Linked DNA regions of Mus musculus: regions 1, 2, 3, 4, 5 and 6 are each linked to region 7. A link is a contact called in public HiChIP or PLAC-seq, capture Hi-C and promoter capture Hi-C data. All regions are on one chromosome and are shown on one strand. Each heading gives the region's core, a stretch centred on a gene start, on an enhancer-like site or on the middle of the called end of the contact. The rest is flanking DNA. Distances are from core to core; before and after follow the strand shown.

Region 1 (3,479 bases), core at 336-2,835, 460 kb before region 7:
CGAAGACACAATTGTTGTATATCTGTCCTCTCCACAGCCTTTGTTGCTATTGTTTTGTTTTGCTTAGTTCTTAGACAAAGGATCAGGTTACTTGGGGCAGGTATGTTAAGTACTTCATTTGTTGGTAAGTACTTCATGTTAAGTACTTCAATTGTTGGTAACACATTATCCCAGGCTTTAAGGATGCCTGAAAAACACACACCATAGTCATTGATGCAGAGATGGGGGAAAAAAAAAGTAAGACCTTGGGAATGTAGACATGTAGAAGCAGAATGTACAGTAAGCATACATCAGGTAGAAGTAGAATGTATAATAAGCATACATTAGGAAGAAGAAGACTGAATGGTATGCATACATCAGGTAAAGTTAGAGTGCATGGTATGCATGTATCAGGTAGAAGTAGAAGTAGAATGCATGGTAAGTATACATCAAGGCCCTAGGATGGATTCAAAAGGTAAAGTCCTTTGAAATAAAGATTGCACCAGCATTAACAAAACACTGTGGTACAGAGCTGGAGAGATAGCTCAGAGATTAAGAGCACTGACTGTTCTTCCAGAGGTTCTGAGTTCAACTCCCAGCAACCACATGGTGGCTCACAACCATCTGTAATGGGATCTTCTGGAGTGTGCCTAAAGACAGCATACAGTGTATGCATATAAATAAAAATAAACAAATCTTTTTTAAAAAGAAAGTTACTCTCTTAAGTTACTTTGCTGGAGATGGTACCTAGGACCCTGCACAAGAAGCACTCTATCACTGAACTACACTCAGACTTGTTTTTAAAGACGAGGTCTCCATATGTAGCAGTGGCTGTGATCTCCCTGCCTCAGCCTCCAGAGCAATGCGACCAGAGGTGTGTGTTACTTAACTTGTCTCCAGAGAATTCACATTACAGTCACAAGCTTAAGCGATCCCTTTGCATTTCTCATCTACGGCGTTGAACTCCTTGTGTGACTCCAAAGTCCTGAGGAACCATCCTGTAGCCCAGTCATTCTATTGACATTCTAGCAACAATTCCTAGGGACCATCCATGGGGTTAGCGCTATAGCTGTTCACTCTGTGTCTCTGTGTGTGGTGTTTGTGTGTGTACTGATCCGTCCAGTTAAATCATTTCGCGTGCTCCCTTTGATCCCAAGAGGATTCCTGAATGACCCAAGGAACAACTTTAACCACTCAGACAAGAGCTAGAATAGAAAAGAATGTGTTTATATCAGTCTCACAATGGAGAGCTCTCAGATCTTAGGGCCAATCAAGAATGAACAGGAGCTGTCCACAAAAGCCTGACAGAGGCATCCAGTTAGCGCCGCAAAATGACAAGGGTAGGCAGGGGGAACGGGGAGCCTCTGCGCTGCTCTTACTTTGGTTCTTTGCCTTTGTTTTTGCCTTTCCTCTTGTCTTTCCTCTTGTCTTTCCTCTTGTCCTTCGCCGGCATCTTGACTTCTGCGGGAGTCTCACCGTGCTGGTGTCCTGGTGGCCGCCACCTGGGCCGACTCCGTCTCTAAGGAAACCACCACGCCGAAGGGCTAACGTCCTCCGCGCCGTTGAGGGCACGCGGAGGGCGCACGCGCGTGACGTGACCGCGGCGAGGGGCGGGGCGGAGATCGCTCCGAGGCGGCGGGCGTCCGCGCCAGGGCGGCGCGCGCGGTGAGTGTGCACGAGCCTCGGCGGCGCTCCCGGGGTTGGAGCCGGGCGGGAGGCCGGGAGCTCGGCAGGGGCGGGTGTCGGGCGCGGGGCTGCGGCGTCTTAGCCTCCCACGACTTGTCTCGCGCCCCCTGAGGCTCCATGGCCGGCGGCTCTCCGACCGCCCCGCGCGCATCGGAGCGGCGCCAGTGAGGCTTGAAGCGCTTCCAGTCGGGCGGGCGGATCTTCCAAGCCTCTGGCGCGGCCACCGTGGCGGTCCTGCCCGCATCCCTGCTTCTGTCTCGGTGGCGGCGCCCTCGCTGCCCGCCTCATGCTTACCTCCCCTCCATCCTCGCTTCTGTCTCGCGGGCTCCCTGGAGGACAGTGCACCCGGGGACATCCCAGGCCAAACGCTTTCAGGGAGGCAGTTGACTTTTCCGAGGGCGGTGGCTTGAGTGAGGCTGTCAGCCTCCGAGGGTCCGCGGGCTCCGGTGCTCAGACTCTGGCTCCCCTGCCTGGAGCGGTGTGGCGGGGGGGGGGGGGGGGGATCGTTGGTCCCCGGATCTAGGTGGCAGGTGCTTGGCTCCAGCCGACCGCCAGGTTCCTGTTAGTTAACATCGCCCACATCCTCTAGTGCCTGAAGTCCCATTGCTGCAAGTTGCATAAAGTTGCAAGCACTTGCCTCGCACCCGGGTTCCCGAGGAGTAGTACTCCATCCAGTATTCTAGTTGGTTCAGAAGAGGAACCCTGTGATTATGTCTTCATTCACTGAGCGTGAGTGAGTCATTACGGAAGACAGGTATTGTGGCTGCCTTGTCAATAGGCTTGGGAGTGAAGCGCGGTTCTGCTTTATCACTCCGCTTCAAATTTCATTTAACATTTATTTTGAAACATCATTGTTAGAACTCCTCCTCCCCTCTCTCTAGGGAGACCTTAGTTACTAAGCCCCTAACTGTAAGGTGACATCTTTGACCTCTAAATCTCTCTTTTCCCACCTCATCCCCCCCCCAGAGGGCGTGGTTTGTGTGGTTTGTAAATTTTGCGGTTAGAGTAAGCAAGTAGATTTGATGAGAGACCTTGGAAACCGTTTGAACCTTCTGCTAGCACGGCTATGGCCTATTTTGACTATATTTCTGGTGACATGCCATGAACTTATGAGTAGAATCACCTCTACATCATGTACCTTCCCTTAGATAATGTACATTACCTCTGAGAAGCAATCTATAAAGCACCTATTGCTAACTAGCAGAAAGGGAGTAGGGGCATTTTCTGTCATAGGTATGTATATTTAGACTTTTTATTTATTTGTTTGTTTGTTTGTTTTACAAAAATTGGTTGTAAATAAAAGCCAGTCCCACATTTACCATTTGAATATACTTCTACAGATTATCTCAGACATAAAATTTTGACTTAAAATAAAAGTGTCTTTGTTTATTTTTTTCACCGTTATTTTTATTTTATATATATGGACGTTCTGCCTGCAAATCTATGTGCTAGGTGTATGCAGTGCCTCTGGAGGCCAGAAGAGGTCGTTGGAACTTGAATTAGAGATGGTTGTGAGCTGACATGTGGATGCTGAGAATCAAACCTGGGACCTCTGGACTAGCATCCAGTGATCTTAACCCAGAGCCATCTCTCCAGACCATCACCCCCTCTTTTGAGATCCAGCCTCACTATGTGTGTTTTCCTGGACTAGAACTCTCAAAGATCTGCTTTCCTTTGCCTCCGAGTGCTGCAATTAAAGATGTGGAGCCTGGGAACGTTGCTTCTTAACATATGCATAGTGCTTTTCTTATTTTATTTTTCTTTCCCAAAACAGAATTCCTCCATGTAGCCTTGGCTCTCTCTGTAGACCAGGC
Region 2 (3,632 bases), core at 741-3,240, 410 kb before region 7:
GTCAGTAAGCGCCTTTATAACTCGGGAGTAACAGCCTGTGCTTGGGAGCCCAGCATTTGGGAGGCAGAGACAGCGGGATCAGTTAAAGGTCCACACCAGCAAAGATTACACAGCACCTTATTTTAAACAAACAAACAAACAAAAAGACTATTGGAAATACCTTAGTCACATATTTTTGTTTGTTTTGGGAGTTTTGCATTCTATGTAACCCAAGGATGGCTTTGAACTTCTGATCCTCCTGCAAAAAACACCATGCTTTTTACTACCATGATTTTAACAGTCACTCCTGAGTTTTAAAATATAATACTTTGCTAGACAGAAAAGCAAACAATAACAAAACAGAATTGTGTGTGAACGTTAGTAAAAGAGCTGCTGTCTTCCTTCCCCGTGACGCTCAGAAAAGAGCGAGAGAAGGATGCAGTACAAAGGAAAACATACACACAAACCTAACACAAGAGCGAGCCACCAAAATGTGAATGCTAAAGTTTCGAAGGGCCCAGAAACGGTGCTACATCATGCCAGCACTTGGTAAATATATTCCACACCATTGGTCATTAGGGAAATATAAACACAAGCCACTTCCTACGAACTTCAGAGGACAAAGAAAAAAGGCAGCAGATAGTGCTGTCAGGGTCAGGAGAAACCTGAGCATTCATCTACTGTCAATGATAACATAAACTGGGGCACTCTCTCAAAGTCTGGCAGGTCTTCAAAACATCAGCATTGCCACATAACCCAGAGATTTCACTAGAGAATAGCCTCGAGATGATCAACACTGTTCACACCAAAGTTTGCACACAGAATGTCCCTACTAGCATCATTCCTTTACAGGCCAAAAGTGAAAACCAAGCATACTTTCAACACAATTGAGGATGGCATCAGCTCTCAAAACAAAAGCTGTCTGATACAGACTCCAACCTGGATTAACCTTTAAAACAGAGTATATCTCCAACTACATAGAACTATCCGGAAAAGGTAAATCTATAGACAGAAAGTAGGAGAGTCTGTAGGGCTGAGAAGGTGAGCAGAAGTGTGGAGAGTGACATCTAATGAATTCCAAGTCTTTTTTTATTTTTTTGCTTTTTGGTTTTTTATAAAGTAAGGAAACGGTAATAAAACTTATTGTAGGTACTGAATAGCTCTGCAAAAATACTAAAAACTCATTGGACTGTACGCTTTAAGTGGGAGCACTTATAACTAGATGAATGTTATCTTAATAAAGCAGCTTTAAGACCAGGAGTGGGGGCGCGGGCCTTAATCCCAGCACTCAGAAGACTGAGGAAGATGATCTCTGTGATTTCGAGGTCAATCCGATCTACCATCCGATACTACAAAGCCCGATGCCTCTCGAGGTGCTCATAAACAATCCTGGACAGTTCTCAAGGGTCAGACTGACTTAGAAAGGCCCGCCCACTTGTGATCCCGCAGAACCCATGCCATTCCCGAGGACTCCCCTGGAAGGACAGTGAGCAAAGCACCAGGTCAGGCACGTTAGGTGTCTGGACAGCGTCCCGACCTCCACTGTGAGTACCGTCCCTCCACAGCCCAGATCCTCCAGCCCGCGGTCGAGATGCACCTACCTAAGGCACAAGCCATGGCAGAGCCCACTAGGCCTCCTCCTGACACCACCACGTCGTACACGGTGTCTGCCGAGGAGCCCGCCCATCGCTGGCTGGCAACTAGCGGGCCTCCTCTGGCTGCGAGCTGCGCGGAACTCCACCAGCGAACGCAGAGCAAGCCTGCCATGGAGCCAATGCGGGCCGCCATAATGACTCCTGCCTGCGCCCGCGCCCGGGACTTCTCCCTGATAGGTCCTGGAAAGTGCTTCCGGGGCAGTCGTCAACCTTGTGTGGTTTTAGCCCTGTCTTCAAAACCGGAAATAAAATAGTTGAAGAAAATTATCCAATCAGAAGACGCTCTTGCCTCATTGGGCGGAACAGACTAAAGACTGGAAGCCAATCCAAGGCTAAAGCCATGAAGGGGCGTGGCTAGCAGTACCTAACCGCCGGCGCCGCTGTCACGGTTGTCACTGCTGCTTTCACCTCTGCTTCTCTCTCTCTCTAGTTAGGAAGATGACTGTGGGGAGGACTGCGGGAGGTCCTGAGTGCGCCGAGTGGAGCCGTGAGGTGAGTGGAGAAAGGAGGAAGTCGGATGCCTCAGCAAGGAATCCTCAAGAGTGGAAACTGTTTAGCGTTGCCGTGGAGACAGAGTCAGGGGCGTGTCATCAAAGGGCGAAGAATTAAAATTGGCAGCGCTTGGGCACTTAGAGAACCAGTCTTGGGGGACGTGGGTCTTTTGTGTCTTGTACCAGGCTCTGATATCAGGAATCGTACTAATAACAAACCACGAATTAACCTTGAAAATCTTAAAAGCGATCTCTATCTTAATATGATTATCCAGAAAAGGCAAATCTAGGGGGCGCGTCATTGCATGGGGCTGAGGTGAGGAGAAACAGGGAGAGACTTCTAAAAGGGCTGAGGAGGTGAGGAGAGACTTCTAAAAGCTTCCAAGGTTTTTGTTGTCGTTTTAGAGTAAGGAAAACGCACCGAAACGCAGCTCTTCAAATATATTAAAATTCATTAAACTGAATGTGTTTAATGTGTTGTATCCTCTCAAACCCATTTTCTAGAAAAGAAAAGAGATGGGTTAAGCAATTTGCCCCGAAATCTCTGAAAACAGAAAGTAGGCTGGTAGTTGCCTAGGGCTGACAGGTTGAGAGGAAGATGTGGGAGGGTTAAGGGATATAAGTGACAATTAAATGCTACACTGGTGCTTCAGAGCAGAGATTCTCAATCTGTTTCACCTAAGATCATCCTGCATATCAGATATTTACCTTACAATTCATAACAGTAGCAAAATTACAGTATTAACAATGAAAATGACTATGGTTGGGGCTCACCACCACATGAAACACTGTATTAAAGGGTCGATGCATTAGAACAGTTGAGGACACTGCTTTAGAGGAATGGTGAAAATGGTCTGACTTCTACTGTGATTGCTAGATGACCCTGGCTGTTTTAGAAACTGGAGGAGAGTACGCTTTGAATGGCTCACTTGTACACTATGGACATTGTGTTTCAATAAAGTTGTTTTTAAAACGAAAGAGCCAGCATTATGGCTCAAACTTGTAATCCCAACAACTCAAATTACTAAAGCAGAAGGATAAGGAGTTCAAGGTCGCCCTTTGACCCTGTCACAACAGAGAGAGAGGGGCAGGGGAAGGAGAGAGTTTTGCTCTAGATCACATGTTCTTCAGCAGCAGAGCTAGGGTTAGAGCACACACTTATCTCTAACTCAGATGGACTGCTCCAATTGCCACTAATCATCAATAGTCCACTGGTGGCCTTGTACCTACCACTCTAAGGACATCTCAGGCCACTGTCCTCCAGCCACACCACCTTCCCTCTATCACTACAAGACTCAACTGAGACAATAAAAATCACCCTAACACTCAAAGTCAGACACCCCCAACCTCAGTGGTTCAGATTGCTCTCCACACTATAATGATGGACAAGCATGCGCTCAGTAGAAACAATACTCCATACTTTTTTTTTGTTTTTTCGAGACAGGGTTTCTCTGTTTAGCCCTGACTGTCCTGGAACTCCCTCTGTAGACCAGGCTGGCCTCGAACT
Region 3 (3,498 bases), core at 438-2,937, 460 kb after region 7:
CAGAAGTGATAAAAGTGACTATAAAGTCAGAATTGTATTGACAGTTAAAATGACATTCCATGAAGTACAAAAGCCAAGGCAATACGATTTGGGGGGGGGGCGTGGGGAGACAGGGAGATGAGACTGGGTTTCCATGTTGGGGGGTGGGTATCCATATGTAGTTCAGGCTGGTTTTGAACTTTAAGGGAGCACCATTGTACCTGGTTCTGTTTAGAATTCATTAATGCCAGTTTTCTCAACATGAGACTCTGTAACGAGAAGAGAGGGTGGGAGAACATCACCCTACTAGGCAAACAAAGAGTTAAATATTTCCAGTCTGCACGCACAGACTCACTCAGCTTTGCTGGGCTTATCTGTAACTCTAATAGTGAATGGAGCTGGAATCTGAAAGTTCTGGACTGCTTTGTAATTGTATTTTACTTTATTCATCGAGAGTCGTAAAAGGCGAGAGCAGGTGGAATTGTGAACTGCAATTCAGCATCTCTCGGTTTCCTTTTCACTTCCCAGCCCCCAGCTATTTGACCTGATTAAACAGCCAAGGGGGCCATAGCCCGGCTTCTATAAGCTAACGATGCCTGTGCCCTCTAAGTGATTTCATGAGTTTTCGCCCACTCCGAGTCTCCCTGTGCTCCGTGGAAGTCTGAGTTCGCAGAAGTCTCTCAGTTTCTTCTGGGGTTTATCAGATTCTGAGCAGCCGCATACTGGGGAAGCCAGGAGTCACGTCTGAACATTCACTTGCAAATTCTTTTCACCTCCTATCTTAGTCCAGAAAGGTGACGCCTGAATTCTCAGAGCCGTTCCCAGAGGGGACTCAGGCAACACCTACCTCAGGCTCTAACAATTTTTGCATAGTTACTGACTTCCCTAGCTGCGTTTCCTAAAGTTGCCTCAAAATTTCCCCAACCTTCTGCCTAAAAAGCGCCAGGTCTCACTTCGCTCCCAAGCTGGCCATGTCAGATCAGTGTGAATCGTTGACAGTGGAGAACGGTGGTCGTAGGGGACCGCGCGGAGTGACCACCCGTGAATTACGTAACAAAAGCCGTGGCTGTCCGCAAGCCTGACACTGAGACATTCCAGGAGGAAGGGAGTTGCTGTCCTGGACTCTCCAGTTCTCAGAAACCGCCCGGGGAAGGTGGCTGAGATCAAGAAAACACTTCGGGAACAAGAATATTGAACAGCCGCGGAACCCAGAACATTATTAGCAAACAGTGGAACACGAGTAGTAATTTCTTGGAGGAAACTGCAGCCTTCCAACTTTTTGCACTGCAACACGGTGGTGTACAAGGAGCTCGGGGGTTAAAAACCGTGATTTACAAAGCCCAGAGCTAATGAATGGGGTTAAGTGGTTTTGTTGGCACTATGTAAATATTCTTGTCCAGGAGCGCAAACTCTGCAGTTATTTAGCAAAGTAGGGACTCCAACTAAGCGAGAATGCTCTCCCATGTTGTCTCCACGAGTTCCAATCTAAAAGGGCGCTACTAACACGGTACTGCCCCTTTAAGACCTGCTCGCTCTCGGGCTCTACAAAAGGGAGTGACCTCTGGGCTTTGACAGCTCCCCTAATAACTACCACCACGCAGGCCCCGCCCACTTGGCGACCAGCCGCGCCGATTGGCCGGTAGGCCGGTATCCCGTGCTCTGATTGGCCTGCCGCTTCCCCTGAGCGAACCTTTAGAACTCTGAGACAGACAATATTCTGTTACATTGTAGCAAAATGGCGACTGTCATTCACAACCCCCTGAAAGCGTAAGTAAGACTAAAAAATGTACATATTCCGCGTGGTTTCAATATGAAAAAAAGGCGCCTTGTGGAGCGCAGCCGGCGCCCGGCTCTCGCAGACACCTCCCGCTGCGCCCGGGCTCCTCTTTTCTTCCTGCTCTTACTTCTTCATCTTTTTTTTTCCTCCCAGCGCGCAGAAATGTCAGGAGATGCAATTAACAAAAAGAAAATTGTTACATTTGTGTTCTGCTTAATTGGCTGACCGGGACCGGGAGGGAACACAGAGCGGCGGCGCCGGCTCAGGAGCTGCGGGGGTCGTGAGCAGCCCGGGTCTTCACGGTTCTCGGAGTCCCCTGCCTCTCCCGGCGCCGCGCGGAGCTGGCTGAGGCTGGCCAGAGCGCGGGGTTGGCTGAGCCTGGCCGGAGCGCGGGGCAGAGACCGCGTCGTGCGCTCGGCTGAGCCCTGCACTCCAAGCCCGAACCTTCCCGGCCCCGCTGCTCGTCCACCCAGGCGGGCAGACGGACCGCAGCGGCTGCGGAGTTTTGCAGGGCGTTCGCTCTGCCTTCCGAGCTCTCGCAGGGAGTTTGTGTAAACCTTCCGGAGTTGGGAGGACAGCGCGCGGAGCGGCGGGTCCCGGGAGTCCTGGGGCCCAGGTGCTTGCCCCGGGCTTTTCCACTCCGGCAGCCGGGGATCAGGCAGGCGCTCCGGGCGGTCGCCGGTGTGTCTGTGTATTTGTAGGCTAACTGGCTCTAGTAAATTAACGATCCGGGTTAACTTGGGGTTGATATGGAGGCAGGGAAACTGCAGGTCTTATAAATGGTGTGCTTGCCTGCTCTGGGTGAAAAGCCGAGGCGGTGGAGGCGGCGGTGGAGGGCTCTGGCGACAGCGAGGGGCAGGTGCCTCCCGGAGACTTTGAGCGGACACAGGGGGGCGGGCTGCGCAAGGACTCGCGGGGGCCGGTTCCCGATCGGAGCTGCCTGCCCGCCGGTCTTCCTTCCTTCCTTCCTTCCTTCCTTCCTTCCTTCCTTCCTTCCTTCTTCCAGTCGGTGGACTGAATATGAAGCCGCAAGTCCGCGGGTGATCGCGGAGCCGGGGGTGGCCTCGGAAAACTAGTGTGGCTCTCAAGGGGCGCTATTGGCAGGCATGTTGGCAGAGGGTGGATCCTTGGGAATCGCGGCGCGGCGTGGGCACCCAGTGGGTGCCCGGTGTACTAGGACTTCCCCGCCCTGATGAAAGCCAGTGGGAGTCGGAGGGTGAGCGTGGGTGTTTAGTGCCAATTCTTCCCGGTGTGTGTCAGTGGTCGATCTTGGCTCTTTTAGCTGCGCGCTACAGCGTCCCTGGCTATGGGAGTCGAAAACACCGTTCGCTTTGGGGAGCAGCAGGGCGGCGGCGAGAGAGTGTGCGTGGGATTCCTAGTGCCAAGAAACCCGTAGGGAGAACCCGCTGCGTTTGCACCAGCCAACAACCAGGAATAGGGCAGGGATGTCCCAGATCTTGGAGTTTCCATGAGATATTGCTGTAAAGACGGAGGCTGAGCTTGATGCGAGTTCCTGGCTCCCGTTCTCGTTCGGAAGCTCAGCTACTTTGCACTCGCGACAGCGTCTCACCGAAGAGAGAAATTGTTTTATGGCAGAAGAAATGGGCGTAACTTCCCCGCTCCTCGCCGACTCCCGCCGCCACACCGCTGGGGCTGGGAGTTTCTCCAGAACCCACACACAGCTGATTTGCAATTTCCTCATTTCCAGCCGAAATCACGTAGCCGAGCTGATGCTGCTTGGT
Region 4 (3,817 bases), core at 679-3,178, 500 kb before region 7:
CAACAACTCCCTAGTGCTGAACTACAGTCTCACTTCTTATTGTTCATTTTCAGATGTAGTTATGGTATGACTGTCTTGTCTTCATGGTATATATGTGGAGTACATGTGTGCTTGATGTTCATGGCGGTCAGATCCACTGGAATCGAGTCATGAGTCACCATGTAGATGCTGGGAATAGAATCCAGGTCTTTTGCAAAAGCACCAGGTGTTCCTAACTACTGAGCCATCTCACCAGCCCCCTGCATCCCCCTCACATTTTAAAAAAAGATTTATTTACTATGTACACAGTGTTCTGCCTGCATGTACACCTGCACACCAGACGGGGGCACCAGATTTCATTGTAGATGGTCAGGAGTCACTATAGGGTTGCTGGGAATTGGACTCAGGACTTCTGGAAGAGCACCAGTGCTCTTAATCTCTGAGCCATCTCTCCAGTCACTCCTCCCTTACTTTTAAAAATAAAACGTTTTATTTTAAGCTGTGTTATGGTGGTGCACGCCTCGGGAGGCAGAGGTAGGAAGAGCTCTGAGTTCAAAGCCAGCCTTGTCTATAGAGCAAGTTTCAGGACAGCCAGGACTATACAAGAAACCTTGTCTCAGGAAAAACAAAAACAAAAACAAAACAACCAACAAACTAAACCAACTTTTTATTTTAGACACGATTTGCCTACAATTCCCTCTACAGCCTAGGCAAGCCTGAAGCAACAAACCTCCTGCCTCAATCTCCCAAGCTAGAATTAGAGGTCACACACCAAGGCCAGTTTTACTTTTGGATAAACGTTAACTTAAAGCCAAATCCTTTACAGGCATTATTCTAAAACCTAGGATTAGCCGGGCAGTGGTAGTGCACGCCTTTAATCCCAGCACTCGGGAGGCAGAGGCAGGCGGATTTCTGAGTTCGAGGCCAGCCTGGTCTACAGAGTGAGTTCCAGGACAGCCAGGGCTATACAGAGAAACCCTGTCTCGAAAAACCAAAATAAATAAATAAATAGTAAAAATAAACAAACAACCCCCCCCCAAAAAAAAACCCTAGGACTAAATTAATGAAATAAGACAGAATTGGAATTTATAGTTGGGTGTGGCCCGGGCAAAGTGCAAAGTTAACAGAATAACTATATAAACTGAGATGCTGAATAATGACAGAAGAGCAATTCCAAATATTAAAGCAAAACCGCGAGCAAAAGCATACGGGTATATCAAGAACACCTATATGTCTACTGAGATGACTTGCGTCTTAGAAGACAGAATAAGCAGAATTGCTCCTGCCCTCAGCCTACGGAAACAACACATAAAGTAGAGGGGTGACGAGTTAAGGAAGAGTTGAGAAGCGTGAGAAGCGACATTAACAAGCCGAATTTTCACTCCCTCGGGACTCAGGGCAAGGAAACCAGGTCCCCGCACCTCCTGCTGCCAAGGCAACGGACCTGAACTGAGGAGACAAGCTTCTCTCTCTGCCGGCTCGGTAGAGGAATGAACCCTAGACCTCATGTCAGTCACCACTCACACTTCACAGCCATAGAGCTTGAGAGACTCATACGTACCAGCTCTACTGAGATGAGAACAGAACCAACACTCCAATGGGCCTGTTCAAAAAGAAAGTTCCCTTTCCCCTCAGCAGCTCCTTTTGAACCCTCAGCATCACCGATGGGCCGGAGCGACCTCTGTCCTTTTTCCCCCCATAGGGACTCCGGTTGATGGACTCCTTCCTAGTACACAGCAAGGAGACCTGGTACTAGGCACCTGCTAGCTGAAAAGCCGGCATACCCCAAAGGAGAAAAGTGGGAGAGAAAGGAGAGGGGCGCAAGAAAAAAAGAGTAAGGGTGAGGACAGAGGAAGTTCCCAGAGAAGCAAATAATGATACTACAGGCCAACAATCTCCAAGCCGGCTCTTACCGTCTGTGGGAGACGCCATCTTCCAGCCCATGTCACGTGACGTAACCAACCGTCGGCGGGAAAGCGAGGATCCGCAAGCCACGCCCCTAGCAGGGATAACCTATCCTTAGCTCACAGCCCGGTCTCGTTTCCCTACTTCATAGGGTAACATTTGCCTAGTCCCACCCCAGACAGCAGCCCCACCCACGGAGTGGTTAAAGTGGAACGCAGGCAAAATTCTTCAAGGACCTTATTTACTTTCCTTAGCAAGGGGGCGGGACCTTAGAGAGCCTACCTACAGCCAATCGGAGTTCCCGGTTAGGGGGCGTCTTCCCTGTGTGCTTACTATGCAGTACCAAGTCGAGGGGGCGTCTCCATATTTCCGCCAACAAAAATAGGATAAAGTGAGAGAAGCCCAGAACGCTTCCACCTTTGACCAATCACCTATTCCCAGGGGTGGGAATGATGGGTGGAGTCAAAGATTCCGACAAGTGATTGGTTATAGGAAGTGGCCCTTCCCTCCAATGGAGAGGCTCGGTCGTGTTCTGGGCGTGGCTTAACGGTGTTGCTTCAAGGGAGGCACTGGCAGCCGAGACGCAGGCGAGCTGGGCAGAGTCGGTGAGCCATGGCGGCGGCAGTGGCGGCAGCGGCAGCAATGCGGTCCCGGATCCTGCAGGCGAGTGAGGGTGGCGACGAGGGACCATGATGTTAGAAATGGGTCCTTTCCGCCCCGTCTCTAAACCATGCTTCTGCCGGACAGACTTCTTGGCCCAGCCCCTTCTTTGCAGCCCCTTGTGTTCCACCAGACCCGTGCGTCAGGGCTGTCACTCTGTACCGCCTGGCCCCGAGATTCAGCCCCGGACGGTCACGCCTGCTCCCCACTCCCCTTTACTCCTGAGCCTTTTCTTTTTTAGCTTTGACCCACCCACCTCCAGTCCAGCTCAGTCCTTGCTGTCACATGCTGGCTTGCTTTCTCTTTTTTGGTTCCTCCCACGGTCTCTCTTTCACCTCTGTACCAGCCACCTCTGTGCCCCAGAAACTCCTCCTTTTGGTCGCTGTACATAGAGTACTTTCCTTTGCCAGGAGCGTCCCTTCCCCCCATCCAGCCTCTATGTGAGGCAAGAGGGGATGGGAGCTCATTAAGGACATGGAACTAAGATCAGAGAAGGAACTTTGAATCTCCTAGACATGTACCCTAGGTTTTCATATCAAAAAGGCAGCCATTTGTTAGTTTTCACAAACATTCTGGCTTTTAGTGTTTTTCCCAAGCCCTGGGCCAAGTTAAACTTTCTCAGCGAAGTTAAACTTTTGGAGGTAAATAAGGGCATGTGGTTTTGCTAATACTGCTTCATTCAAAAGACTAAACATTCCCCCAGACAGGTGGTAGAAAATAAGAGCCTAGGAAGACACCTTCCGAAAATCAGTTCTCAAGTGCCGACATATCCTCTTCTAGGCTGCAGTTGGAACCCCACGGACGCCGCGCAAGGGAAGTTGTAGAGTTCCAGAAGCTGTATGCCGGCGATCCCCAGCTTTGATTATAGCTTTTCCCTGTGTTTGCATCTTAGCATGGACTTAGAATCTGAGGCAAGACTTGCTCTGTTCCTGGCAAGATTCATAATCCAGTATTAAGCGACACTATCTCTTACTCATCCAGCCTAGGAATGTCTCCTGTTGCACTTTTATATAAACTTTAATTTCTTTCTACTCATCAGGTTTTTAGGAGATCTACTGCAGAAATGTGTGCATGTGTTTGATTCTTGGTGGAGTCCCCAAAGGGTCAGGTTTGAATGTCATTTAATGGGACAGTGTAGAGAATGAGCTGGAGGTCTTTGGAGGTTGGCGTGACCTCACTCCCCTACTTCTGTTCTGGTATCTTTTCCTAGTAACAGATAGAGCATTTCCTCTCTAGGTTTTCTATTCCCAACCTCTTAAAATCCTTTATATAT
Region 5 (3,635 bases), core at 186-2,685, 370 kb before region 7:
ATAATCCCAGCAATTAATAATAACCAGACCCCAAAGTGACTCCTGTGATGCTGTTTAGATTTCTCAGTATCTTTCTGCTTGTCACTCTCCATATGCAGTTTAGTATCTCAGAATAATGGCCAGCCCTTAACGGTAAACCTCTTCACTGACATACTCCTCCCCCCACTGCCCCCCCAAAAAAAACCTTAGAAATTGTGGGATTTACCTAAATTTGACACCTACTGGGATACAAAGCTCAAATTAGAACCACATTTTCTGATGCTTGGCTGCCCTGTATCTGCCACAAAGTGTAATTTCTCAACGCCAAACACCCAGAATTGCGCGTTTTGACCTCAAACTATGTTTTATTCTCTTTACATATGTTCCACTGATCTTTGTGTCTAATGTAATGTAAATGTATGAACTCTTAACCCCAAATCAATAATATTTCACTCCCAAATGGTTCCTAAGTACATCTCAGAGCCTCATGAGCAAGTGAGATAAAGTTTAATAAACTAATTGGATCGTCTTCTTTTGAGAAACTTCAGAGAACAAGTTGAACGAGCAAAACACATCCTGGCTGCAAACACTCGCTGCCCACACACGGGCCTGAGGTGACAGGCAAAGGAGACCCCAGAGGTCCGGCTCTGGTCCGCAGACGTCCCTTCCCTATTCCAGCCCAAGGCAGAGAGTGGACCCAGGAAAGGTGCCGGCAGCCCTGGGTGAAACGCGGGCAGGGCACCGCTGTCAACCCTTCCCGCCAGCACAAAGGCCTCAGCCGAAGGCCCTTAGGTCTGCGGGCGGGCCCAGCCGCGGGTGCAGTCCGGAGCCTCCGCCCGGGGGACTCGCTGACTCCCGCGTTCTGGGGGGGCAGGCTGGTCTCCAAGCTCCCTCCCTCAAGAACAAGCAAAGGAGGAGAAACGGTGCGCCCCAGATCCCCAAAGGGGTTAGGGCCGCAGCCGCCGGGCTTCGGACCGGTCGCTCCCCGCCCGCTAGACGCCTGGGGGAGTCTGGGGGGACGGCTTCCTTGCGCCCTTCGGGGGCGAACCCGGCTCTAGATCCCCAGACCCCATAAGTGGCTTCCTTTCTCGGCGGGACCACCTACCCGAGCGGGGGTGGCTACACTAGCCTGGAGCTCACCTTCCAGTCTCGGGCAGCCGTCCGTCCGTCAGTCAGCCCCGAATCCCGTCCACACACGGCGTCTTCCGGCTCCCGCCGGAAGCAGCTCCAGAGCGGGACAGGAAGTTTGGCCGCCCCCCATCAACATACCCACTCGCTTTCTTCTCCGCCCGCGGGTGTTTCTCAGGAGGAGGCGCTGACTCTTGGGCCGCTGCTTGAGAGCGATCCTTCGCTCCCCGCTACATACACACGCATACACAGCCCGAGACACACACAGGGTTCCCTCCCGGCCGAGGAACCGCAGCGCCCCGTCCCCTCCTGTCTGCCCTTCAGGGTTCTCAGGTCCGCGAAATCTGAAACCAGGTCAGTGCAGTCTAGCCGTGACGTCACTGCCTTCCCGCTGAGCGGAGCTGTTCAGCAGGGGCCGCGGCGGCTGGGATGGGTGAGACGGCGCGGGGTGGAGGGTAGCTTTCTCCGGAGCTGAGGACCTGTGACAGCTCCCGAAACACCAAAAGCCCATGAAGAGCACCTGAAATGTTCATGGCCCAAAGAGGGACCTGGAAATCAAGCCTTGCATTGCCCCTAGGACTGGGTGTGAATTTAGGCACACGTACAGCGTTAGAAACATTTAAGAATTCTCCAGAGATCTTGGATGCACTGACTGAGGGCTCAGATAACTAAGTTCCAAGCTGGATAATAGTTCTTGTTGAAACTTTCGAGTTTGACTGCATGAAACTTAAGATCTGCAGTGGTGGCACACGCCTGTAACTCCAGCAATCCCAGTACTCCAGGAGTTCCCGGTGAACGAGGGCTACATAGTTGAGACCTTGTCCAAAAAAACAAAAAACAACAACAACAACAAAACATGATGCGGTGTGGAAGAGTAGGGGACTAAAGATAGTGCCTGTGAGATATAATGTTCTCTGAAGGCGCTCATTTTCAAGTTAGAGATAAGCCAGGAGTCTGGATGAGCTAGGGAGTCATAGTTTTGGTACAAAATGTTCCGGGAGAAAACATTTCCTCGATACAGTTTGTCCTGCGCACTGAGAAGCATGACTGTGATCCCATTTGAGGATGGCCATGACAAGGACAACTGGCCTACACAGTATCTGGGACAAAAATCTTGGGGTGGCAAGGAGATGTTTACTAGGAGCTAAAATCCTAAAATTTAAGAAAGGATTAAAAAACAAAGATTTACCAGTTACCACTATATGAAGAGATGAAGAACTGTTCAGAAAGAAAAACTGGGGTCCAGAGAAAGTATGTAAAACAAGGTTAGAACGCTGCAAAATTTGATTTAGTGGCTGCTAATTTGTTTTGCCTCTAAAATATATTGACTGTAAAAAAAAAAAGTGGTCATAAGTCATACTCAGAAAACATCTCCAGTTTTATTTTTCTAAAGGTTGAGAAAATTAAGAAAACAAATGTGATACATCAGTATATCTGGAATAGTCATGTCTATAACCATTGGTTAATTTACTTAATCCTATAGCTTTCTGGAGCTTGATTACTTGGGGCTTGTTGTGGGAAGGTACCATTGGGGATTGACCTCAGAGCCCCTAGAGTACTGATCAGTGTTCTGCCCTGACCACTCCGACTCACTTTCATCAGTGAAACTCTTAGTGATGTTTATATCTATTAGTTCTCCAAAGTATAAGCCCAGAATGGGGATACAGGCCTTTAACACTGGCACTCGGAGGCAGACAGCCAAGTGGATATCTTTGAGTTCCAGGCCAGCCTGGATTACATAGCAAGCTACCTAACAGACTCTTGTCTTTAAAAAAAAATTCCTAAAATAAACACAAGCTTTTATCAGCACGTAGTAAGTTGTTAGGCTTGCTACTCAATTAGTTGTTTGGCAGAACACAAACATCATCCCTGGATGTAAACCTTGTCTCTGGAGACTCCCAACCACTCATTTATCTTCTCAGACCACTCCCAGCCCAAAACGTCCTACCCCAAACTGTTCCACAATCTGTAAATACTCCCAATGCTGCCCGAAATCCTATGTACTTATGCCATTAAGTACAGACAGGCTGGAGAGGTGGCCAACACTAAGAGCATCTCCTGCTCTACCAGAGGATCTGCATTCTAGAACCCAGCACTCACATGGTGGCTTCAGACTCTCTCCAGTTCCAGGGGATCCAATGCCCCAATACCCTCTCCAGCCACTCTCCACTGTAGGCACCAGACATGCATGTGGTGTACAGACAAACATTCGGGTAAAGACTTTTAAAGTCTCTCATCAAAAATATGGAAAGGCTTTCTCAATTCTAATACTCAGTTTAAGAATGGTAAAAATGTTACCAGTTCAACAAATGTTAACTGCTTCTCACCTTAGAATTCGTAGACTGTTTATTCAGTTCTAAAAGTAATTTAAAGATATATATATATATATATATGATCCACTAATAGTTGGGGTTAAAAACCACCCAGGTTTTTTAAATATTTGATACAAATATATGTAATATTAATTTTCACAAACAAAATTAGCCACATATTAGTGAGTGACAGCTGCCTGGCATCCCAGCAGGCTC
Region 6 (3,483 bases), core at 473-2,972, 430 kb after region 7:
CAGGTAAGAGCATCCGACTGCTCTTCCAAAGGTCCTGAGTTCAAATCCCAGCAACCACATGGTGGCTCACAACCATCCGTAATGAGATCTGACTCCCTCTTCTGGTGTGTCTGAAGACAGCTACAGTGTACTTACATATAATAAATAAATAAATCTTTTTAAAAAAAACTGAAAAAATAAAAATCCACAGGAGACCCAACTCCACAAAGTTGCCCCCTAACCTTCACTTACACACATACATTATACATACACACAAATACACAACCATAATAAGCTAACCCTACTACACAGCATGGAAACCGAGGCTTATAGAACTAACAATACCTGACTAACAAAGTCGCATTAGAGATACAGGAGCATCCTGCACTTGTAGGCTCCATCAGCCAAAAGACACCACCTCGATTACTTTCCACTGTTATCGACAACTGGATTTCCAGGTCGTGGGATTTTTGTCTTCTCCGAGTAGCTGACTTGGAGTTGTTAGTTGTTTTGTTTTATGTTTTTCTTCTTACTGCCTTGCTCCACACACAAGGCTGTGTCTGGTCATCCAAGGTGGAGGGAGTTGTGGCGCTCCCCAAAGTCACTAGAACTGGTGTGGAAAGGCTTCGTTTCTCACTAACACCCATCTTACTGTGGCAGGGAATGGAGGCTGGTCCACATCTGGGCTTCCTAACTTTTCCAAATACCAGCCTGCACACAACCTCAGGCAAGCCACCACGTAACCTCTCTTTCTGTGTCTTATAAAGATACCGCTAGGGTTGGAGAGATAGCTCAGCAGTTAAGAGCACTTGCTGTTCTTCAGAGTTCAGGAGCTCACAACGTCTCAAATTACAGTTTCAGGAGTTTGACACATTTGGGTCTCTTGGATCTTCCACAGACACATGTAAGCACACACACCCACATACACAATTAAAAATAAAAGCTCTTTTAAAAGGTGTGTGTGTGTAGATGTCTTAGTGGTTAAGAAAGCTGAGGACCCAGGTTCAAATCCTAGCACCCCGCAGGGCGGCTCACGATCATCCAGCTGGAGGAGATCTCACTGATCTCTTCTGGCCTCCCTGAACACCAGGCTTGTTCGAAGTACACTCATGTATGCACGCCAAATATCCACATACATAAAAGAAGCCTTTAAAAAAAAAAAAAGCAAAATCCCAGCACTTGGGAGGCAGAAGGCGGATTTCTGAGTTCAAGGCCAGCAGCCTGGTCTACAGAGTGAGTTCCAGGACAGCCACGGCTACACAGAGAAACCCTGCCTCGAAAAACCAAAAAACAAAAAAACCAAAAACATAAACTTCCAAAATTTATACCATAAAGTACTATTGGCCTCCTGGCCTCGTGTTTCTTCACAGCCCAAATTTCAACAGAGGCAGAGGTCTACTGCAGGCTGGACTCTGCAAGGGGATCCTGGGGACGCCGCAGGACTCGCCAGGTCCTGGCCCACGCCCACTCCGGCCTTGTATGGCACGCTCACTCCTCCTGCCTTCAGCCTTGCCTTCTCTGTCCTCTGCGTGGGTACAGCGGCACCCTCCGTCGGCGCCCAGATGCACGCCACGCATGGGAACAGCCTTACCTGCACAGATGGTCCTCTCAGCTACGACACTTCTGGGCTGGAGCACCCAGGGGCGTGCAAAGATCCGGAAAGACCCTCATGTTGTGTTGTCGCACCCCATAGGACTAAAGCGGCCGGTTCTTTCTTCTCATTGAATTAGGCTTCTGCCTGTCCATGTCAGTAGGGGCGGTCTTTACGGAGGGCGGGACTTAGGATTTCCGCCTTGTCCTGGTCGAGCGTGCCCGGGCTTGGCACGCTTAGGGGCGGGGTCTGATGCGCTTTGGGGCGGGGCTAGAGATTGCTACCGCCTCCTCAGAGTCCCTGGTACTCTCTTGACAGTGAGTCTTCCTTCTTACTGCGGATCATATCCCGAGAAATTTCTCTCGGCTTGGAGCTGGTACACAGGCCCGAGTTAACACTGATATGTGAGAGAGGGAAGATGATTGTTTTGTGGAAAGAGCAAAGGAGACTCTGAGGAGGAAAGCGAAAAAGACTTTGGGACGCAGTTGCCGGTGCCGGGAGGCTCCTTGAATCTAGGTCAGGTTGTTTCCTCCTTGCTATGTGACCTAAGGTGTGCTTATCACTTCTCTGGGCCTTAATTTCTTCCACTGTAACAAGAAAGTTGAACAAATATTGTCAATGATCTCCAGCCCAAAGTTTGTACAGGTAATATTTCTAGAATGGTACACGTGTGCCTTGGTCAGAAAACCACCCCAGAGTACCACTGCAAAGAAGACGGAGTTTGTAACAGGTCAGAAGTGATAGTAGTGAGAGCAGAATGGGTTCAAATAGGTCAGGCTAAGTGGGGACCACCAACAGCCTTGATCTTAATTGCATTTGGAGAACAGAATCCCTTCCTGAGATTCATTGTGTGCGGTGCTCGCCCAGGCTCCTGATGCTGGACCGCTAGAAGCTAGCTATTAGTGATCATAGATGTGGGCCTATGAAAACACTTCAGCCTGTAGCAAGTTTACAGACGTGTGCAGGGATATGCAGAGTGCTAGGTTCTGAGGGAAACGAGAGAAGTGAGCACTACTGCTTCCCGGAGCTTGAACTGCCAGAAAAGGACAAAGCAGACTTCAAAGAAGATGTGGCTGGAAGCCTGTTTCAGCTACTGGTTGGACTGGCTGTGAGGACCTTGGAATCTTTAGCAAAGTGGTTGAGGCTGGAGAACAGCCTCAGAGGCATGGAAAACCATGGGACCTCAGAGACTGGAGCCTTGTTGGGTAAAGCTGTGGGCAGATGGGAGACATAACAATAGGAGAATCTCTGACCTGAATTCTGGGAGGAGGAAGGCAGGATTTGTAAACTGAAGCCTTGAGGACCCTGGAGGACTGAGGAGGAGGGGGGAGGAGGAGGCGGCCATGGGAGGCTTGTGAAGGATTGGCAAACAGGCAGCTGACTGACCCCATTGACAGGATTCACTGAATTCCCACCATGGGAACTGGGTGGACACCAGTTTTGCCTTGGAAACCTGTAATATACACTCACTTCACAAAGGAACCATGGTCAGAAGCAAGTCAAGCGGCATGGCCCGACTCTGTTTTCTCTCAGGTAAAGTGAGGGTAGAAAGTAATGCTGAAAAAGGAAGTCCTGAAGAGTAAAGGCTATGTATGACCCCAAATCAGGTGCTTGGCTTATGGCTTCCAGTGACTAAGCAGCCAGAGTTACAAATTTAACTCGGTGTCTAGATAGTGTATAATATCCAGAGGTGAAAGGAAGCCACACACACACACCACCACCACCACCACCACCACCAATTCAAAATAAAATGAAAAACAAAACAGCACTTGGAAGGCAGAGGCAGGTGGATTTCTGAGTTCAAGGCCAGCCTGGTCTACAAAGTGAGTTCCAGGACAGCCAGGGCTATAGGGCTGTACAGAGAAACCCTGTCTCCAAAAATAAATAAATAAATAAATAAACCAAAACAAAAA
Region 7 (3,841 bases), core at 796-3,295:
TCCAGCCTGAAGTCTGCGACACTGAAAAAATCCTAAAGGTAAGCACAACCATACTGATGCTTAGCAAGGTAAGAACCCGACCTCTTTAAAAAGAGAGGCAACGGTAGTGGAGAGTCGCAACGGCACTCTTTCCAGCCATCCTCAAAAAACTAACTCGGAACTAGAGGTGTCTTGGTGAGTAGCAGCCCCTTATCATATAACATGGTTGCCAAGGAGAGCTGGTCTTCCACACTGTCACATGGCAAGTCCCCCACTCTCACAAACTCCGGGTAGGAGCGAAGCAAGAGTTCCATGGCGTCGGCTTGCTGGGGGTGGATTTCTAAGCACTTGGGTTCCTCTAGGTGATAAACTCGAGAGTTTTCCACCGTGTGATACAGGAACAATCGGCCTCCCTCTCCCACCAGCCGAGCTACGCCGTCCTGAAGCATGTGGACTTGGGTTTCAGTTGTCAGCTGGGCCCCCACATTGACGGGTTCTCCAGCCTCCCAGCGAACTGGGAGCCCGTGAACACTTAGAGCCCGTTCCCTATCGGTCAACACAGGGGGCAGGGAATCGTGAATGAAGTCTTTTGCTCTCTGGTCAGCCACAGCATCGACAGGAGCAAAGTGTCCCAGGCGAGCAACCAAGACCCGCACCTTTTCCATGAAAGCTGTCCTTCTAGGATCCTTAGAGTCGGAATGCTGGGCCCCCATGTAATCCATGAAGTCTCGGGGCAAGCCTCTGCGGAACTCCACGTTCTCCTCTATGGCCGCTTGCACTGCCAGAGGCAGTACAGCCTCCAGGAAGTCACCCCATGTATTGCGCTGGTAGGTGGACAAGGTGAGGTGTAGGGAGTGGACTCCATCCTGACATTCAGCTTGGTGAATGAAGCCCCGAGGAAAATAGAGCAGGTCTCCAGGTTCCAGTACCGTTTGCAGCACAGGCTCACCAAGGTCCTCCTGGCTGAAGTTGGGACTAGATGTCAGGGCCAACTCCTCACTCGGGTCCCGCGGTCGGTAGACGCGCCAGAGTTTCCGACCTTCCAGCTGCAACACGAAAGCCTCGATGTCATCGTAGTGAGGAGCAAAGCCCTGCGAGTCCGGGGGCGTGAGGTAGACGTTGGAGCCCGCCATGCTGCCAAACTGCTCCTGGAGCACGGCCAGAAACTGCCACACGGTGGGCGAGAAGGCTTGCGGGCACAGGAGGCGCAAGGAGCAGCCGGCTCGGTACAAGGACCACGCGGCGGCGGGAAGCGCGCGGCCCGGCGGGTTCAAGGTCTCCCGCCGTCCATCGACGTAGCGCGCGGCGTCCAGATGCTGCCCGAATTGCACGTCCTCGTAGCGCAGCATCGAGTCCAGGTCGGCGGTGGAGAAGAGACCCTCGTAGTAGCTGCGGTCCTGCCGCCGCACCAGCACCGCCTCCCGCTCCCACAGCCGCCGGTAGAAGTGGTCCGGAGGCAGGGGCGCCAGGAGCCACTCGAAGAGGCGGGCGGCGCGCCTCCGGCTGCTGGGGATGCCGTTCAGCTCCGTCAGTACCTGCTGCAGCGGCGAAGCCCGGGGTCGCCCCGGCTCATCCGCGTGCGAGCCCGGCGGCGGCGGAGCGGCCGTCCCCAGGTTCCGGGAGAGCGCAGCCCATCCCTCCACGCGGCTCGGCAGCGTCGCCGAAGCCGACCTCGGGCGCGCTGACACCGGCCGCGGCTCCGCCGACCGCGAGGCCTCCAGCAGCTCTGCCGGCCTCTTCCGCTTGCCCCGAACCGAGGCCACCGCCACTTTCGAGTCCGAGTCCTCGCTCCGGAGCGCGCGAGCTCTCAGCGCGGCCACGCGGGACGCCGCCGCACTTTTCCGGTGCCTTCGGATCTTCCGGGGCCGCAAGGGCAGGGCCAAGACCGACGCGCCGCGGGGCTGCGACTGCGGGTGCCGCCGGCGCCTCCCCCGCCCGCGCTTCAGCAGCGCCGCACCGTTGCCATTCGGTAGCTCGTCCATAGCGGGGCGGCCGGCGGGTCCCACGCTTCCGCGGCCGTGGTGCTTTCTGGGAAGGGGGCGAGTCCTTCGGCATTCCCTGGGTAGGCCAAGCCTACCGTCTTCCTGGGTCCTACAGCTAGCCCGGTTTGTCACCTTTTAAAACCGCGGTAGTATGCACTGGCAAGGCAAAATTCTCTACCAGATAAAGACTCCGTGTAAGAAAAGAAGGCACGAGGCATTTCAAAAGAAAACAACTTCATTCCTCTTTTTTGCTTTTCTGGGACAGAATCTTTCTACAGAAGCCGTAGCTATATAGTCCTAGAACTTATTAGGTGAGCCAAGTTGGCTTTGAACTCACAGAGATTTCTGTCTCTGCCTCGCGATTGCTGGGATTAAAGGTGTGCAGCGCTGAGCCTGGCTTCCTGTTTTAGTCCGCTTTCTCATTTTTGTGGTAGGCATTTTTGTTCCTAGGCAGTTTCCTGGTAGAATGGAATGAAGGCAAAGTTTGATATTCTGTATGAAGCACAGCTCTTACTGGCTCTCTTCACTGCAGAAAACTTCATTGTTAAGCCTCTCCTCTTCTTTTTCCTCTCTCTCCTCAGTTACAAAGCCTTGCCAGGTATGGTGGTTCATGCACGGGGAAGGCTGAGGTTACAGGGTGAGCCGCTTGTAATTAATATTCTTCCTCTGAAAAGGAAGTTAGGGACTTCTCCACTTTGTCAGTGTATTGCTACATAGTCCTTTCTAACCTCAAACTCCTGGGCTTGCCTCTCAATATGACATTGCAATAGGCTGTTTCTCCTCCTCCTCCTCTTCTTCAAGCTTCTGACTTTTTAAAAAGTTTGTGCATGCGTACGTGTATGTCTCAAGGAGGCCAGAGAAATCTCTTAGTACAGTAGTTTGTGGAAATCTCTCTCTGATCCTTGGATAGAGTCGTAAACACTCTTTAACCACTGAACCATCATCTCTAGCCCCCCGCAGACACCGCTTCTGCAAGCATTCTTGTGAGTGTGTGTGTGTGTGTGTGTGTGTGTGTGTGTGTGTGTGTGTGTGTGTGTGTATTTTACATATGTATGTACCACCATGCCTGGCAGAACATAGGTCTTGATTGGGCAGGATGGCAATACTTTCTCAGGGAGTTAGGTAGCTTAAATGAATTGATTGGAACCTGTGATGGTTAACACCGATTGTCAACTTGACAGGTGTTAGTGTTATTTTACATAGTGTGTTGCAGTTTTCCTCTTAACCCAGCTAACTCCCAAAGAATTGAGACTGGACTAGTATATTTACTCAAAAAGCTTTAAGGGCACAACAACTGAGCAGGTTACTCTATTTTAATCCTTTATGCTAATCTAGCACCTTCCCGACAGAATCTTCCTGATACTTGCAGCATTTTAGTACTGATCTGGTTCTCTGGGCTCCCGGACTGCTCTTTGTTTTTTCTTTCTCCTTTTCCTTATCTCTCTTGGAGTCTCTCCTCCCAGCCAATCCCCACTTCCTCTCTCGAACTCTGCAAATGTCCAGCCCTATTCTCTTTCGTGCTCATTCATTGGCTGATCAGTTCTTTACTGACCAATCAGGGAATTATTGTAGAGCAAGTTTTTCACCACATTGAGACATGAGATTCTCAGAATAAGGATTGCAAATATATATGGGGGTACAGAAGTCCACATTTGAATAATTCATGAATAATCTTTACATAGTACACAATAACATTATGACTACAGTCAGGATCTAGAATCACTAAAGAGGCAAGTCTCTGGGCACCTCTGTGAGAGATTGTTTACCTTAGGTTGAAGTAGGAAGACCCGCTGTAAAAGTGAGCAGTACCATCCATCCCATGGGCTGGCGTCCTGGAGTGGGTAAGAGGGGAAAGCAAGCAAGCGATCTGCACAGCGTCT

What was found. Promoter capture Hi-C pulls out the DNA fragments that hold promoters and counts their contacts. HiChIP or PLAC-seq counts read pairs in DNA pulled down with a chosen protein or histone mark. Capture Hi-C pulls out chosen DNA fragments and counts their contacts.
Region 1: a contact with region 7 is called in a promoter capture Hi-C map of neutrophils, with 5 times the contacts expected there. The contact joins the promoter of Entpd5 here to the promoter of Riox1 in region 7. A contact is called at or near these places in 9 of 39 promoter capture datasets (embryonic stem cells, hematopoietic stem and progenitor cells, hippocampal neurons and 5 more), 3 of 115 datasets of contacts at active chromatin or transcription factors (embryonic stem cells, memory CD8 T cells and microglia) and 1 of 9 other capture datasets (liver).
Region 2: a contact with region 7 is called in an H3K4me3 HiChIP or PLAC-seq map of embryonic stem cells, with 9 read pairs. The contact joins the promoter of Fam161b here to the promoter of Riox1 in region 7. A contact is called at or near these places in 2 of 39 promoter capture datasets (liver and neutrophils) and 2 of 115 datasets of contacts at active chromatin or transcription factors (embryonic stem cells and forebrain).
Region 3: a FOXA1 HiChIP or PLAC-seq map of pancreatic cancer cells shows a contact between it and region 7. The contact joins the promoter of Dpf3 here to the promoter of Riox1 in region 7. A contact is called at or near these places in 2 of 115 datasets of contacts at active chromatin or transcription factors (cardiomyocytes and pancreatic cancer cells).
Region 4: a contact with region 7 is called in a capture Hi-C map of embryonic stem cells, with 2.5 times the contacts expected there. The contact joins the promoter of Lin52 here to the promoter of Riox1 in region 7. A contact is called at or near these places in 5 of 39 promoter capture datasets (the C10 cell line, liver, neutrophils and 2 more), 2 of 115 datasets of contacts at active chromatin or transcription factors (memory CD8 T cells and pro-B cells) and 1 of 9 other capture datasets (embryonic stem cells).
Region 5: a contact with region 7 is called in an H3K4me3 HiChIP or PLAC-seq map of embryonic stem cells, with 12 read pairs. The contact joins the promoter of Zfp410 here to the promoter of Riox1 in region 7. A contact is called at or near these places in 5 of 39 promoter capture datasets (the 3T3-L1 cell line, cranial neural crest, hippocampal neurons and 2 more), 1 of 484 Hi-C or Micro-C datasets (embryonic stem cells), 8 of 115 datasets of contacts at active chromatin or transcription factors (embryonic forebrain, embryonic stem cells, extraembryonic endoderm stem cells and 5 more) and 3 of 9 other capture datasets (adipose tissue, embryonic stem cells and liver).
Region 6: a promoter capture Hi-C map of the HPC-7 cell line shows a contact between it and region 7, with 5 times the contacts expected there. The contact joins the promoter of Dcaf4 here to the promoter of Riox1 in region 7. A contact is called at or near these places in 4 of 39 promoter capture datasets (the HPC-7 cell line, liver and pre-B cells) and 1 of 115 datasets of contacts at active chromatin or transcription factors (embryonic stem cells).

Annotation. Positions count from the first base shown.
Region 1 is chr12:84,407,135-84,410,613 of GRCm38.p6, reverse strand. Entpd5 (ectonucleoside triphosphate diphosphohydrolase 5) reads left to right here and starts at 1,585. Exons shown (of 16, transcript NM_001026214.2): 1 at 1,585-1,644. Bbof1 (basal body orientation factor 1) reads right to left here and starts at 1,546. Exons shown (of 12, transcript NM_028377.3): 1 at 1,359-1,546. The coding sequence starts at 1,432.
Region 2 is chr12:84,360,186-84,363,817 of GRCm38.p6, reverse strand. Fam161b (family with sequence similarity 161, member B) reads left to right here and starts at 1,990. Exons shown (of 9, transcript NM_001358283.1): 1 at 1,990-2,126. The coding sequence starts at 2,073. It overlaps Coq6 (coenzyme Q6 monooxygenase), which reads right to left and starts at 1,850. Exons shown (of 12, transcript NM_172582.3): 1 at 1,581-1,850. The coding sequence starts at 1,767.
Region 3 is chr12:83,485,925-83,489,422 of GRCm38.p6, reverse strand. It overlaps Dpf3 (D4, zinc and double PHD fingers, family 3), which reads left to right and starts at 1,687. Exons shown (of 11, transcript NM_001267625.1): 1 at 1,687-1,746. The coding sequence starts at 1,715.
Region 4 is chr12:84,449,619-84,453,435 of GRCm38.p6, reverse strand. Lin52 (lin-52 homolog (C. elegans)) reads right to left here and starts at 1,928. Exons shown (of 6, transcript NM_173756.4): 1 at 1,893-1,928. The coding sequence starts at 1,923. Aldh6a1 (aldehyde dehydrogenase family 6, subfamily A1) reads left to right here and starts at 2,412. Exons shown (of 12, transcript NM_134042.3): 1 at 2,412-2,547. The coding sequence starts at 2,497.
Region 5 is chr12:84,314,659-84,318,293 of GRCm38.p6, reverse strand. Zfp410 (zinc finger protein 410) reads right to left here and starts at 1,435. Exons shown (of 12, transcript NM_144833.4): 1 at 1,120-1,435. It overlaps Ptgr2 (prostaglandin reductase 2), which reads right to left. Exons shown (of 10, transcript NM_029880.3): 10 at 2,462-3,635.
Region 6 is chr12:83,518,705-83,522,187 of GRCm38.p6, reverse strand. It overlaps Dcaf4 (DDB1 and CUL4 associated factor 4), which reads right to left and starts at 1,722. Exons shown (of 14, transcript NM_030246.2): 1 at 1,571-1,722.
Region 7 is chr12:83,948,812-83,952,652 of GRCm38.p6, reverse strand. Riox1 (ribosomal oxygenase 1) reads right to left here and starts at 2,045. Exons shown (of 1, transcript NM_023633.3): 1 at 1-2,045. The coding sequence starts at 1,961. The coding sequence ends at 150. Heatr4 (HEAT repeat containing 4) reads left to right here. Exons shown (of 17, transcript NM_001376939.1): 16 at 1-38.